4 separate regions of the Mus musculus genome follow, and all the other regions are linked to region 1. The links are chromatin contacts, called in public HiCAR-type, HiChIP or PLAC-seq and promoter capture Hi-C maps. All regions are on one chromosome and are shown on one strand. Each heading gives the region's core, a stretch centred on a gene start, on an enhancer-like site or on the middle of the called end of the contact. The rest is flanking DNA. Distances are from core to core; before and after follow the strand shown.

Region 1 (2,887 bases), core at 127-2,626:
ATGCCTGGGGAGACGGAGGCTGGCTGGCTGGATGGATAGATAGATGGATGTACGGAGTGGGAAGAATCGATGAGACAGATGCACAGCTAATGCGCGCAGGTTGGAACACGAACACAGGCCGGAGCCCACGTTCACACACTGTGCGCACTCGCTTACCCGGCACAAAACGTCCAGGTTCCTGCAGACACCCGCGCCAGGCACACATTTGCCCTCAAACACACACACACACACACACACACACACACACACACACACACACACACACACACGAGAGGAGGGGGAGAGAGACAGACAGAGATAGAGAGACAGGGACACATAAGGACAGAAATAGACACAGAGAGTGTTCCTTTCCCCCTAGGCCCATCACAAACTAAATGGTCACCACCTCTCCCCTCACCTCGGACAGAAAAACAGACAAACAATCCTTCCAGAACGTCGCAATAGACAAACAGAAAACGGCACACGAATGGGTCCCGTCGGTCATGCCTGTCCTTCTAGACTAGTCCAGTACCCCATACTGGAGAGAGAAGCTTACAGTGGGGTATGTTTAATTCGCTGACTGGTCCCCTAGTTTTGCTGGATGAGCTAAGGATCTGGGGTAGGGGAGAGGTAGGCCTGAGATTGCAACCTCCAGGGTGCGCGGCCCGATGGAGAAAAAGGTGTCTGAGGCCCGGTGCTAGAAATCAGGTCACCGGCGCCCGACAAGCGGCGCCACCACCGCTGCGCGCTCCGGAGACCAAGCAGCCGGGTCCCGGGAAGCGCTGCGCTGGGAAAACTTTGCAAAAACCCGGGCTCGCAAGGCTTGGACAAGAGGCCGGGCGCTCTGCGCTCTACGTTTGGGTTTCCCTTCTCGCCTGTGCTGCTGATGTAGAGGACTTTGCTCACACGTTTTTTTGTTTTGTTTTCAAATCCCGGTGTATCCCCTCGGGGCGCCTTGAGCCGGCCCTGCAGGCGGATGCTGATAAACTTTGGCCTTTCGCTACAAACTTGGGCAGAGTGGCAGCTTGCATCGGTCACCCTTCTCAGTTCAGACAGCCTGATCCTCCTCAGTCCCCACTTAAGAGGATCCCCTCTGTTCGGCACTCTTCTCCGGAGTGGGAACGCGAGGCTCATGCCGCGCTCTCCACCCCCCGCCCCCCACCCTAACTGGTTCTGAGCTCCAGAAGACCATTCATCAGTGAATCACCCCCTCCGGGTCCCGGACCGCATAAGGGCTGCCGGGCTCTTACCTTCATTCGCGGGGTATACCCTAGAACCGGTGACAGCGTCGCAAATTCCAAAGAGAAACGAAAAGAGGATGAAATAGAAAATCCCAGCCATGGTTCGCCGGTGCCAACGCTGCTCCTGCCGCTTCTATCCCAGTGGAATAAATGCTTAAGTTAGGAGTGCAGCAGTCTGAAGACATTGCCAAGAGGGTGGGACCGGCCCGTGACGTACACCCGCCAGTCCAGAGCTCGTGACCAATAGCAGTGCAGAACCAGCGCCACGTCCCCACCCCCACGGTGCAGAGCCCACCCCCGAGGTCCCGCCCCCTCCAGCCTCCGCAGGGCTCAAGGTCTCCCGAGGCTGGCTTCCCAGCAGTGATGGGTCTGTGCCCCCACGAGAGGCCCCAGACCTTGTCTCGATCCTTGGGGATCGATCCCTTGGACGGCAGAGGGAACTTCGAGAGACTCCGAAAGGACGGTGGGGAAGGCCAGAAAACGTTGGCATTCCCCGCCCGGCCCCAAGTCCGGAGGTGTGCGAGGGAGAAAAGACTCCTGTTGAGATGAAATAAGTCTGAAGTTGACCTGCACCTTGGCTCTTGCCCCTTGCCGAGGTCGTCGGGTCTCTGTACTGTCCACCCCAGCTAAGGTCGGGCGCTCTCTGCTGCACGCAGCCACCCTCACTGCCAGGTTTTGTGTCTTTATGGCGTTCCTCCGTGGGAAATGCTTTGGGCTGGGGGACTTTCGTAGCTTGATAATTCCTTTCCTTCTTAGTTACCTAGCCAGGGGGACCCAGTCATCTCCCCAGCAGCAGAGCGCGGTCACTTGTCCCCAATCTTCCTAACGTTTGGAAGTGATCCCTGGCCAGGTCCGGGTGTTCACATCGACCGAGCCCACTACGGGACTATGAAGGGAGAAATCACCTCGCGACAGCCCTAGCTACCGGGAACTCACTGTGCTTTCCAGGGAGTGTCCCTGGAACCACTTCTAGCCATTCCTGGACACTTAGGTGTAGAAGGGGAAGGTTGTAAGAATGCGAGCACCTGCTGCACAGAAGGGACAGACAGAGGGTCGCAAGCTGCCTGGAGCAGCTACTGTGGCTCTGAACTCCGAAGTCTCCCCGGTACTGATGGGGACAGTCTCCCAGGGGACCAAAATGAGAGGCTCTACCCGCAGAAACTTGTCCCACAACCCCGCGTTGTTCTGGGTGCCAACCATCGACTTCCCAGGGACGCAGACACCATCCGGTCCTCCGATGCTCAGGCCACCGGGGAAGCCAATTTGAGCGCCAACCGCAGCTCAGCTAGCTACCAAGGGACCCGCCCCAGTTGAAACTGGGTGGCTGGTCCCCAGGCGTTTGAAGGGGTGGGATTCCAAAAGATCCACCTTCCGTGCTCGCCTCAAGCTGCCCCTCCTTTGGCTCCCTCCCGGGCCAGATTTTCCTCCTCCAAGTCTGGGTCTCAGCCTGAGTGGAGTTTGAGTGGAGGCACTTTGCAAACAGCAGGGGCAGAGTATCTACGTGAACCAACCGCGCCACCTGCCGGCCAGATGCGGGAGCGCGCGGACCCGGAGCAAAGCAGAACGGACAAAGACCTCAGCCAGCCAGGCAGGTTGTCCAAGCCCGGCTAGTAATTTATTTACAGATTTGGTCAGGTCCTCCCATACTACGGTACGTAAAGTCCTGT
Region 2 (2,887 bases), core at 260-2,759, 2.1 Mb before region 1:
TAGGACCCAAGGTCACAGTGTGCGTGCGCCAGGATTTAAAATCTAGTTTTCTGGCTCCCAACCCAGGGCGCTTTCCTTACACAGAGCTGTCTCCGAAGCACTTGTGAGAGCTGTATCTCTTTTGATCTTCTACTTGACCCAGAGAAAAAGGGACAGGGATAAGTCCTGTTTAATAACGAAAGAGATAAAATGTAAAGGCTAGTCATCTGTCCAATAACATACTGTGAATTCAAATGCATCGTGTGGAGTTAGGGCCAGATATTCCTCATCTCATGGTGATGCTCGTGTCCTATGGTCAGGTTCCCCTGTCCTTTGTTGAGTCCATGCTAAGATATAAAAGGGACCTCAAAGACGCCATGGCAGCACTGACTGCCCACTCCATGTCTGCCAGACCAAGCACGGGTAGGACATTGAGGACCACGACAGGGAGGTCTAGGATCTGCAGCTAAGGCAGGGCTGAGACTGGGACCTGTGTAGTATTGTTCCCAGAAACTGGACTGCAAAGAATGAGCTTTATAATTAACGCTCATTACACACACAGATAAACTGACCCACAGATCTGCCCTCCGTCTCTCCACACCTTCCCCAGGGTGTAGAGATTGGTCCTAACACCACCAGCGCCTTACCATTCCCCAGGACTACCCCAGGACATGGCCCAAGGCTTCCTCAGGTGGACATGGCTTGAAAGGGACCATCAGACCTTTTTACCCTGGCTGCGATCCCAGGTGCTGGTGGGATCCAAACCCTCTTCTGCCTTGCTTAATAAAACTGCTTTCCTGGCTGGAGAGATGGCTCAGTGGTTAAGAGCACCGACTGCTCTTCTGAAGGTCCTGAGTTCAAATCCCAGCAACCACATAGTGGCTCACAACCATTCGTTAATGAGGTCTAACGCCCTCTTCTGGTGCATCTGAAGACAGCTACAGTGTACTTAGATATAATCTAAAAAACAAAAATAAAACAAAATTGCTTTCCTTCTGATCCTCCTCGTGCTTGTTTGTTTTGTTTTCCATCGCCATTTCCTCTCCCTGCCTGCCCCCCCCCCCATATTTATTCCAAGACCCACAGGCCAAGGTCACAGAATGTTGGAGTCACTAGGAAATCTGGAAAGCTCATTTTACAGGTAGTAGTCATCCGGAATAGGATTTCTCTCAGTGTCAAATTTCTCAGCTGGACAAATTTTGGAACTGTGATTGCTCCTTTTCTTTTGCTCAGTCTAGGCTCAGCCCCTCCAGGCTGTTCCAAAGCTGGCCACCCAGGGGATTGTCCTGTGACTTAGTGCTCCGCTGCCCCTGAGCCCATACTGGAAAAGCTTAGGTCTCAATCTCAAGTTTCCAGGCCTAACTTCTTAGCCCCCATCCTTACTCCTCTCTCTCCTCAGTTAAGCCTTGTCCTACGGTGACTTGACGGAACGCACCAGGTTTCCAGCACGTTTCCCAAGTGTCTTATTGGAGTTGGAGAGAGAACGTTTTCAAAACTACAATTCCCAGCAGCCCCCGCGAAAGAGCTCTCGCGGGTTGTAAGGAGACACGTACGCGGAAGGAGCAAGCAGTGGCAGGCGGCAGAGCTGGCGTAAAGGGAGCTAGTGGTAAAAGGATCTACATGGTGGAGGGGGTGGTGGGCAGGGTAAGGTGTAGCAGACGGACCCTGGACGTAGGGAGGGCTCACAGGGCCTGTCTTTCTCTCCTCATGCCCACGCTTGTGTTGGTTCTATAACCAATGGCTACGAGAAACTGACGTCTATTGGACTGACTCAGTTGTGGGGTCCAGGTCAGCAATCAATCTTTGGAATCCAGAGATTCCGCACCAGTGGTCGGTATGCGCACGGCTGGAGTAGTAGGCTCAGCGTTTGACATGTCAACGGAACCTGTCTTTTGATTCGAGCACATGTAGGTAGTTGTAGAATTCACAGTCAGCACCTAGAGGTGTTAGGGTTGGTGCTCATCAAATGCAGATTGATGTTAGTTCTGTACTTGGGGCGCATTCATAGGATTAAAATTAAATACCCAGAGCTCACTCAAGGTTTGTGGTTCCATATTCACCGCTGGGATTCGGAGTTGAACAGCTAGAAGGAGGAAGCAGTCATTTGCAAGGCACTGGGACTAGAGGTTTCAGGGTTTTGAGATCTGGGGTCAGAGAAGGGGGTCCGTTGAGTACCCGTGTTTACATAATTTGTTCACGGCCAAAGAGAAGTCATTAGAGATAAAAGGGAGGGCTGCAGGGTTTTGAAGCCATCTGAGTTCTGGATTGGGATGAATTTCGTGATTGTGTGCCCAAGGAGGGACTATACTGAACTTTTGTGTTTACATCCTAGGAAAGGACTATGTGTTGTAATTATTCTGTTGTGGTTTGAGGTTTAGGTAATAGCGCTCATCATGCTCAAAGCTGTGATTCTCATTGGAGGCCCCCAGAAGGGTGAGGAGATGGGGGACAGGGGAGCGGGTAGGCTGGAGAGGTCGGTGGGGTTGGGACACAAGGAAATAGGAAGCTAAAACGTTCTCCTGTCCTCTCAGGGACTCGCTTCAGGCCTTTGTCTTTTGAGGTGCCCAAACCTCTGTTTCCTGTGGCAGGCGTTCCCATGATCCAGCACCATATAGAAGCCTGTGCCCAGGTAACCCCACACTTCCTGCCCCTCTCCTTCATGGTGTGTGTCTGTCTTCCATTTCCCAGCTGCCATCTTTTCCCACCAACTACGGCTCCACGGGCTGCCATTCACAGGCGTCTGAGCACTGCTTTGGGCAGCCAGTCCTGGTGACTTCCCTGCCTCTTGCTGCTGCTCAGATTTCACACTTAGTTTTACAGTATGGAATGTGAAGCCAGGCAGGGATCTTAAAGAATAAGCTAGAGCCATAGCAGGGGGAATCAGTGATAAAGCGCAGAGCACCTATGC
Region 3 (2,887 bases), core at 258-2,757, 2.0 Mb before region 1:
GTTGCATCTAGGAGACAGCACTTCCAAGGCAGATGCAGGTAAGAGATACACTAGATCTACTTCCAGATTTCACAACCTAGTGGCTGTGTCCCTGAACATGTTACTTAATCGGTGCCATCTGTAAAATGGGACAGATTGCACTTAAACAGTAACATGCTTGGCACACTGTTGCAGATGCTCCCTGCAACATGAATATGCTGTCAGCCCCGCCCCCCCAATATGTCCTATAAATGATGTGTAGAAGCATACGGCATAGTGGTGTAGAGAATGTCTTTTGGAGAGGGGCAAACTAAGGCAGTGACTCACCTTCCTAAGGTAGAAGGTAAGTTGTACAACTGGAATTCACTGTTACTTAGAAGAAATTACTTCAATGCGTGGGCAGAGACATCAATGTGATGAGTACATTCCTCCCTCTCCCATCTCATCCCAAGGTGGCCCTTGAAACCCATCTAGGAATGAAATACAGGTAAATTCCAGTTCCCTCCTTTTTCTTTCCCCCTCTTTATACACTTATCCTCTTTAACACTCATTTTTCTAATCCTAAACAGACCAGTGGGGGGCTAAGAGGGTCTTTGGAGTATAATTGGGTGGAGTCGGTTTAGCTCAGCTCAGATCCGGACGGGATCCAGAAAAAGCTTCAAACTGGCCCTCTGTCTCCCTGCAAGCAGGGTCATAGGAAGTAATCGAGGCCCAAGGACTTCCTGGCCGGCCGGCCCCTTCCTTCCGGAGCCTGACCCGGCCTCTGGCGGCCTCCCTAGCGCGCGCATCCTGGCTGGTGCCTGCGGGGGGGGGGGGGGGGGTGTTAGGGCGGACGGAGTGGATCAGTACCTGACGGCCTTCTTGGTGGCCTGGCCTGGCTGCGCGGGATGGTAGGGCAAGACACGAGGCTCCCAGCTCTCACCGGTGCCTGCGCCGGCCCCGGGCCTCTCGCGCTCGGATCCGGGCTGCACCGAGTTGGGCCGGCGCGCCGCGTTGGTGTTGCCGCGCGGCGGCAGCTCAGAGTCTCCGGGTTGGGGCGGCCCGGGTCCGCAAGGCTCCTCCACCCAGGTGACGCTGAGCAGGCTCAGGGTGAAGCCCAGAGAGATGCCCACGGCCACGGGCCCCGCGGGCCGCAGCACGGACAGCAGCAGCGACGCCCGCATGGCGTCCCGACAGCGGGTCCCCGGCCCCCGCGTAGCCCGAGGCGGCTCCGAGGGGGCGGGACCGAAGAGGGGGCGGATCCGGAGGGCCCAGGCCCAGCAGGCGGGCCCGCTCCCTCCCCGCCGAGCAGAGGTAGGAGCTCAAGCCCGGAATCCCCGGGCGGGTCGGCCGCCCTTAGAGCAGCACTGCGCGCCCGGGCCTCCAAGGCGGCCGCTGTCCGACGTGTCACCGACAGGGCCCCGCCCCCGAGGTGGGGTCTAGCCGTCAGCTAGCGGAGAGGGACGAAGGGGAGGAGGTTAAAGGGGAAGGACCCCCGGAAGTGCCCCCTCCTCAGCGCCGGAGAGGCAGACGCCGGGGGCGGAGTCCCCTGTCTCCCCCCTGCGTGGTTGGTGCGTCCCGGATGACGTCAGAAGCAGCCCGCCCCTGCCAGGATGGTGCACCCTGAGTGACGTCAGGAGCAGAGGCCGGAGCTGTCCATCAGCACCAAAGGCCGCCAGCGGGCTCAGGGCATGGGGCCGCGGCTCCGGGACAGCCCGAGCTCCTGCTCCTTTCCCTTCCCCGAGCCGGGCGCGAGTCTGTGGAGCTGCAGTGCCAGCCGGTGTCGGAGGTGGGGCGACGACGCCGTCGCACAGAGACCCGTCTCTCCGGCCCAGCAGCCCCCTTCGCACGGCAGACTTTGCCCGGACCCCAGTCAGTCAGAGCCTCTGGTGTCCTACAACCCCGGCTCCTCCGGCCCCTGCACACCCTCCTTTGCTCGGAAGCTCCGGTCACCTCCGGCCCAGGTAGATCTTGGACAATTCCAAATTGAGCCTCCCACAGATGGTGCTCAGGCTGCCTCTTTTTGCCAGCGGCACCCTCCCTCTCCTCGTCTAGCCCCATCTAGTCCCTCTTTTAAGTCCATCCCAGCCGCCTCTAGCCAGGCACTTGTTTCCCTTTGTCTCTGCTCCCCGTTCCAGAGATGCTTCTAGAGCTGCCTGATGTGGGCAACCATTCCTTTGTCCACTGTGCCCTTGCTGAATTCCCCCACTCGCACTGTTATTGTAGTGGAGACCCACAACTGACTCTTGACCCCAATTTCCTCCCTGTCAGGTTGTCCTGGGAGGGTGACCCCCTTCCATTCCCGGCGCTATGCCGGGTACTATGGAAACTCTGCGGTTTCAGCTGCTGCCCCCGGAGCCGGATGACACCTTCTGGGGTGCACCTTGTGAACAGCCTCTGGAGCGCAGGTATCAGGCACTGCCGGCCCTCGTCTGCATCATGTGCTGTTTGTTTGGAGTCGTCTACTGCTTCTTTGGTGAGATCCCCCTCGTTCCTCACCTGTGGCCTTCTACTGTTTCCCTAAAGTTCCTTTTTCTGGTGTCTCGAGAATCATTTCCACCCCATCCCACCCCCACCCCCACCCCACCCTCATGGCGGTATCATTCTCTTGCTGATCACAAGTATATTTGTAGATCATTGACTCTAGATTCTACAGAGAGCAGGTTTTGAATTAGGCTCTTTGAGTTTGAACCGGGCTCTGTATGTTAGTCACTGTGATGTAATGGGCATGTTAACCTGGGTCTCAGCTTTTTCACTTGGACAAAGACAACAGTGTTTGTCTCATATAGACAAGAATTAGTAGGTGGTCAAAGAATAATGACTATCGTAGCGAAGATATGTTTGGATCACTTAGGATAAGCAGACTAAAATAAAATAATAAAAACTCTTAGCATGGTTCCTTACCACAGGGCATATTGCATGGTGGGGG
Region 4 (2,887 bases), core at 271-2,770, 2.0 Mb before region 1:
AGCGCGCCCGCCTGCGCGTGGCCGTGCGCGTTGCGGGCGTGACACACGTACACCCCGGAATCGGGCAGCCGTGCCGCCAGGATGCGCAACGTCAGGCTCGCGCCCTCGTCACTCGCGCCGCGGCCGGGCTCCAGCTTGAAGTGGCTGCTGTCCCATACTTCGTCCAAGGCCATCCCATCCTTCTCCCAGTACAGCTTGGGCTCCGGAAGGCCTCCCACCTGGCACGTCAGCACCACCTCCTCCCCTCGCAGCACCCACTGGGACTGGGGCCCCGTCAGGAACTTCGGGGCGCCCTCCCCGGTGCCCGGTGTTGGCAGCGGACACTCGGAGGACTCGGGCTCCGGCTCGGGGGCCGGGGGTTCCAGCACGGTGACGGCGGCCGCCGCGTAGGCCTCTCCGGCCGCGTTGCGGGCGCGGCACACGTAGACCCCGGCGTCGGTGGGCAGCGCGCCGCTCAGCAGCAGGCCGTGCTCGGCGCCGTCCTCCGGAAAGCTTAGGCGCTCGGAGGCCACCAGCTGCTGCCCGCCTTTCTCCCACACGACAGTGGGCGGCGGCTCTCCCAGGACCACGCATTTGAGCTCGGCCTCCGCTCCACTTACCACCCGCACGGGCCGCGGGAAGCGTAGGAAACACGGGGGGCTCCCCTGATCCCCTGATCCGGCCTTCATTGCGGCCGCTGCAGATGGCTCGCCTGGGCGCGCGGGAAGGCCGGGAGCCGAGACCAGGGCGTGGCGGAGCGGGCGCCGGGACCGGTGGGACTCCTGTGACCGCTCGCCTCTTTACCCTGGACCCTGGCCGCAGCCCTGCTACGCGGCAATTCCCGGGCCGGGAGCCCAGAGCTCAGGGGGCTGTCCTTCCTGTTTGCCTGCTCAGCGAGGGGCCCTACAGCCTAGACTGCCCGCGGCCGGGCTTCCTGCTCTTGGGAGTCTCTCTTTCCAGCCCCCTCCCACAGCCTGGGCCTCTTTCTCCTCCCTCCCTCCCACCTCCGGCCTCCAGGTCTCCAACTGCGGGCCTGGCTTGGGCTTGAGTGACTTTGTCGCCTGCAGCTGCCAATCCCAAAAATATTCTCTGATGACACAGCTGGAGGACAAGAGCTCAGACTGGCTCCTCCAGGCTAAGTATAGAGCAGGCGGGACCACCTGCCCTCGGCCCAGAGCCTCAACCCTAGGTCTACCCTCCCACGTTGGCCTAGCAGCTGCTAGGATTGAAAAGAGCGCCAGAAAGTCTGAGGGGGGTGGTGCATTCTGTCCTTCTGACAAATGATTTGATGACTGGTCAACCTTAAGCACCCAGGCACCTGTGGTACCTGATGTAGATTCTATGTGTGTGTGTGTGTGTGTGTGTGTGTGTGTGTGTGTGTGTGTGTGTGTGTATTTGAGGAGTGGGTTGTATGCTTGCCTGAATGGGTCAGGTCACTTGGGGTGAATACCCATCACAGCCCCTTCCCCCACATTCTTGGCGGGAGTGGGAGATAAGGCTCAGGGCCACAGACATCTGCGTCAGAGATAGGAGGTCTCAATGCCATGGGCAGGGGCGACTGGGACTGTGGGGCGTGGGAAGGACTGGGGGAGACTGGGGTGAGAAGGGTAGAAGAAGGCCAGCAGTGGGATGGGGAGGGGACAGTGGGGAGGTCCTAGACAGAAAGGGCACAGGGCAGCGTGTGGGTTCCCTGTCATCAGGGCAAGTGAACTATGGTGAGCCAGCGGTCTCTGCTGCTCCTTTTGCTGTTGACCCTACGGGATGTGGACAGCTGCCAGGGACCCGAACTTGTCCGGGAGCTCGTCCTGGCCAAGGTGAAGGCTCTATTCCTAGATGCCTTGGGGCCCCCAGCAATGGATGGGGAAGGTGGGGATCCTGGAATAAGGCGTCTGCCTCGAAGACATGCCGTTGGGGGTTTCATGCACAGGACCTCTGAACCAGAGGAGGAAGATGTCTCCCAGGCTATCCTTTTCCCAGCTACAGGTAATGAAGTTGGGGATTGGCAGGTCAACTTTGAAGAGTAGCCGGTACCTACTTCATGGGCTTGGGAATCAGGCAGCTCTGGGTATGAATGGCAGCCCCACAACTCAGCTGGCTTTGCGGCAAGGGGCCAGTTCCTAAGCCCCTCTGATCGACATCAAACAGGTGGTAGCCTCTACCTCAACATCAGATAGGTGGTAGCCTCTACTTCTCAAGCGGGACTGATCCAGTGAGCCTAGCATGCCTGGAATACAAAAGGGGAAGCTAAGGCTCTGTAGAGACAGCTTCTGTTGCTGCCTGTGGTCTGTCCTGCGTTTTGTGCCCCCTACTCTCCCCAAGCCCCATCTGGCTCACTCTGAGGTCTCCTCGCTTCCCTGCCTTCATCTCCAGGCAGCGTAGTAGTAGTACCGAAAGTATGGATTTCATATCAAGTGGAATCCCAGTCTTGCCACTTACTAGCTGACTGTCAGCCGCCTCAGTGTCTTGTCTTGAGAATGGATCAGTTGTTAGAATTTGTAACGCGAGGGACTGTGTTCTAGTACGGCCCCAATTGCAGTCTTGACTACAGCTGGCCCATAATATTTCCCATAGTCTGTGTCCACTGGACCAGAAATGGCAGCTACACTTCCCTGGGAAGGGCTGACCTCTGCTCTCTTCTCCTTTCCCTTCCATTCTTTCTCTTTTCCTCCTCCTCTGTCTTCGTTAGTTTATGCATATGCCTGGAAATGCGGGGAGGTCAGAGGTTGACCCTGAACATCTTCCTTAGTCACTCTCCACCATTGTTTTTGAGTCAGTCTCTCACTGAACCAGGACCTCACTAATTAGTTAGCCTGACGGGTGTCTGTCTCCTCGGTCCTGTGAGATCGCATCCAGTTCTTTATGTCGGTCCTGGGATTGAACTCTGGTCCTAATGCAGACACAACAAGTA

Evidence for each region. Promoter capture Hi-C pulls out the DNA fragments that hold promoters and counts their contacts. HiCAR-type assays count read pairs that join an accessible place to other places. HiChIP or PLAC-seq counts read pairs in DNA pulled down with a chosen protein or histone mark.
Region 2: a contact with region 1 is called in a promoter capture Hi-C map of maxillary cranial neural crest. The contact joins the promoter of Gmppa here to the promoter of Epha4 in region 1. A contact is called at or near these places in 5 of 39 promoter capture datasets (hippocampal neurons, liver, maxillary cranial neural crest and 1 more) and 2 of 115 datasets of contacts at active chromatin or transcription factors (differentiating embryonic stem cells and embryonic forebrain).
Region 3: a contact with region 1 is called in a HiCAR-type map of astrocytes, with 6 times the contacts expected there. The contact joins the promoter of Chpf here to the promoter of Epha4 in region 1. A contact is called at or near these places in 2 of 39 promoter capture datasets (hippocampal neurons and liver), 5 of 484 Hi-C or Micro-C datasets (B cells, cerebellum, cerebral cortex and 1 more) and 8 of 115 datasets of contacts at active chromatin or transcription factors (astrocytes, embryonic forebrain, embryonic midbrain and 3 more).
Region 4: a contact with region 1 is called in an H3K4me3 HiChIP or PLAC-seq map of craniofacial prominence, with 7 times the contacts expected there. The contact joins the promoter of Inha here to the promoter of Epha4 in region 1. A contact is called at or near these places in 3 of 39 promoter capture datasets (embryonic stem cells, hippocampal neurons and liver), 6 of 115 datasets of contacts at active chromatin or transcription factors (astrocytes, craniofacial prominence, embryonic forebrain and 2 more) and 1 of 9 other capture datasets (embryonic stem cells).

Annotation. Positions count from the first base shown.
Region 1 is chr1:77,513,712-77,516,598 of GRCm38.p6, forward strand. It overlaps Epha4 (Eph receptor A4), which reads right to left and starts at 1,377. Exons shown (of 18, transcript NM_007936.3): 1 at 1,230-1,377. The coding sequence starts at 1,320.
Region 2 is chr1:75,434,427-75,437,313 of GRCm38.p6, forward strand. Gmppa (GDP-mannose pyrophosphorylase A) reads left to right here and starts at 1,510. Exons shown (of 13, transcript NM_001357170.1): 1 at 1,510-1,886; 2 at 2,352-2,412; 3 at 2,511-2,608. The coding sequence starts at 2,373.
Region 3 is chr1:75,477,964-75,480,850 of GRCm38.p6, forward strand. Chpf (chondroitin polymerizing factor) reads right to left here and starts at 1,508. Exons shown (of 4, transcript NM_001001566.3): 1 at 829-1,508. The coding sequence starts at 1,142. Tmem198 (transmembrane protein 198) reads left to right here and starts at 1,569. Exons shown (of 5, transcript NM_177056.4): 1 at 1,569-1,922; 2 at 2,230-2,434. The coding sequence starts at 2,269.
Region 4 is chr1:75,505,557-75,508,443 of GRCm38.p6, forward strand. Inha (inhibin alpha) reads left to right here and starts at 1,521. Exons shown (of 2, transcript NM_010564.5): 1 at 1,521-1,962. The coding sequence starts at 1,692. Obsl1 (obscurin-like 1) reads right to left here and starts at 896. Exons shown (of 20, transcript NM_178884.5): 1 at 1-896. The coding sequence starts at 668.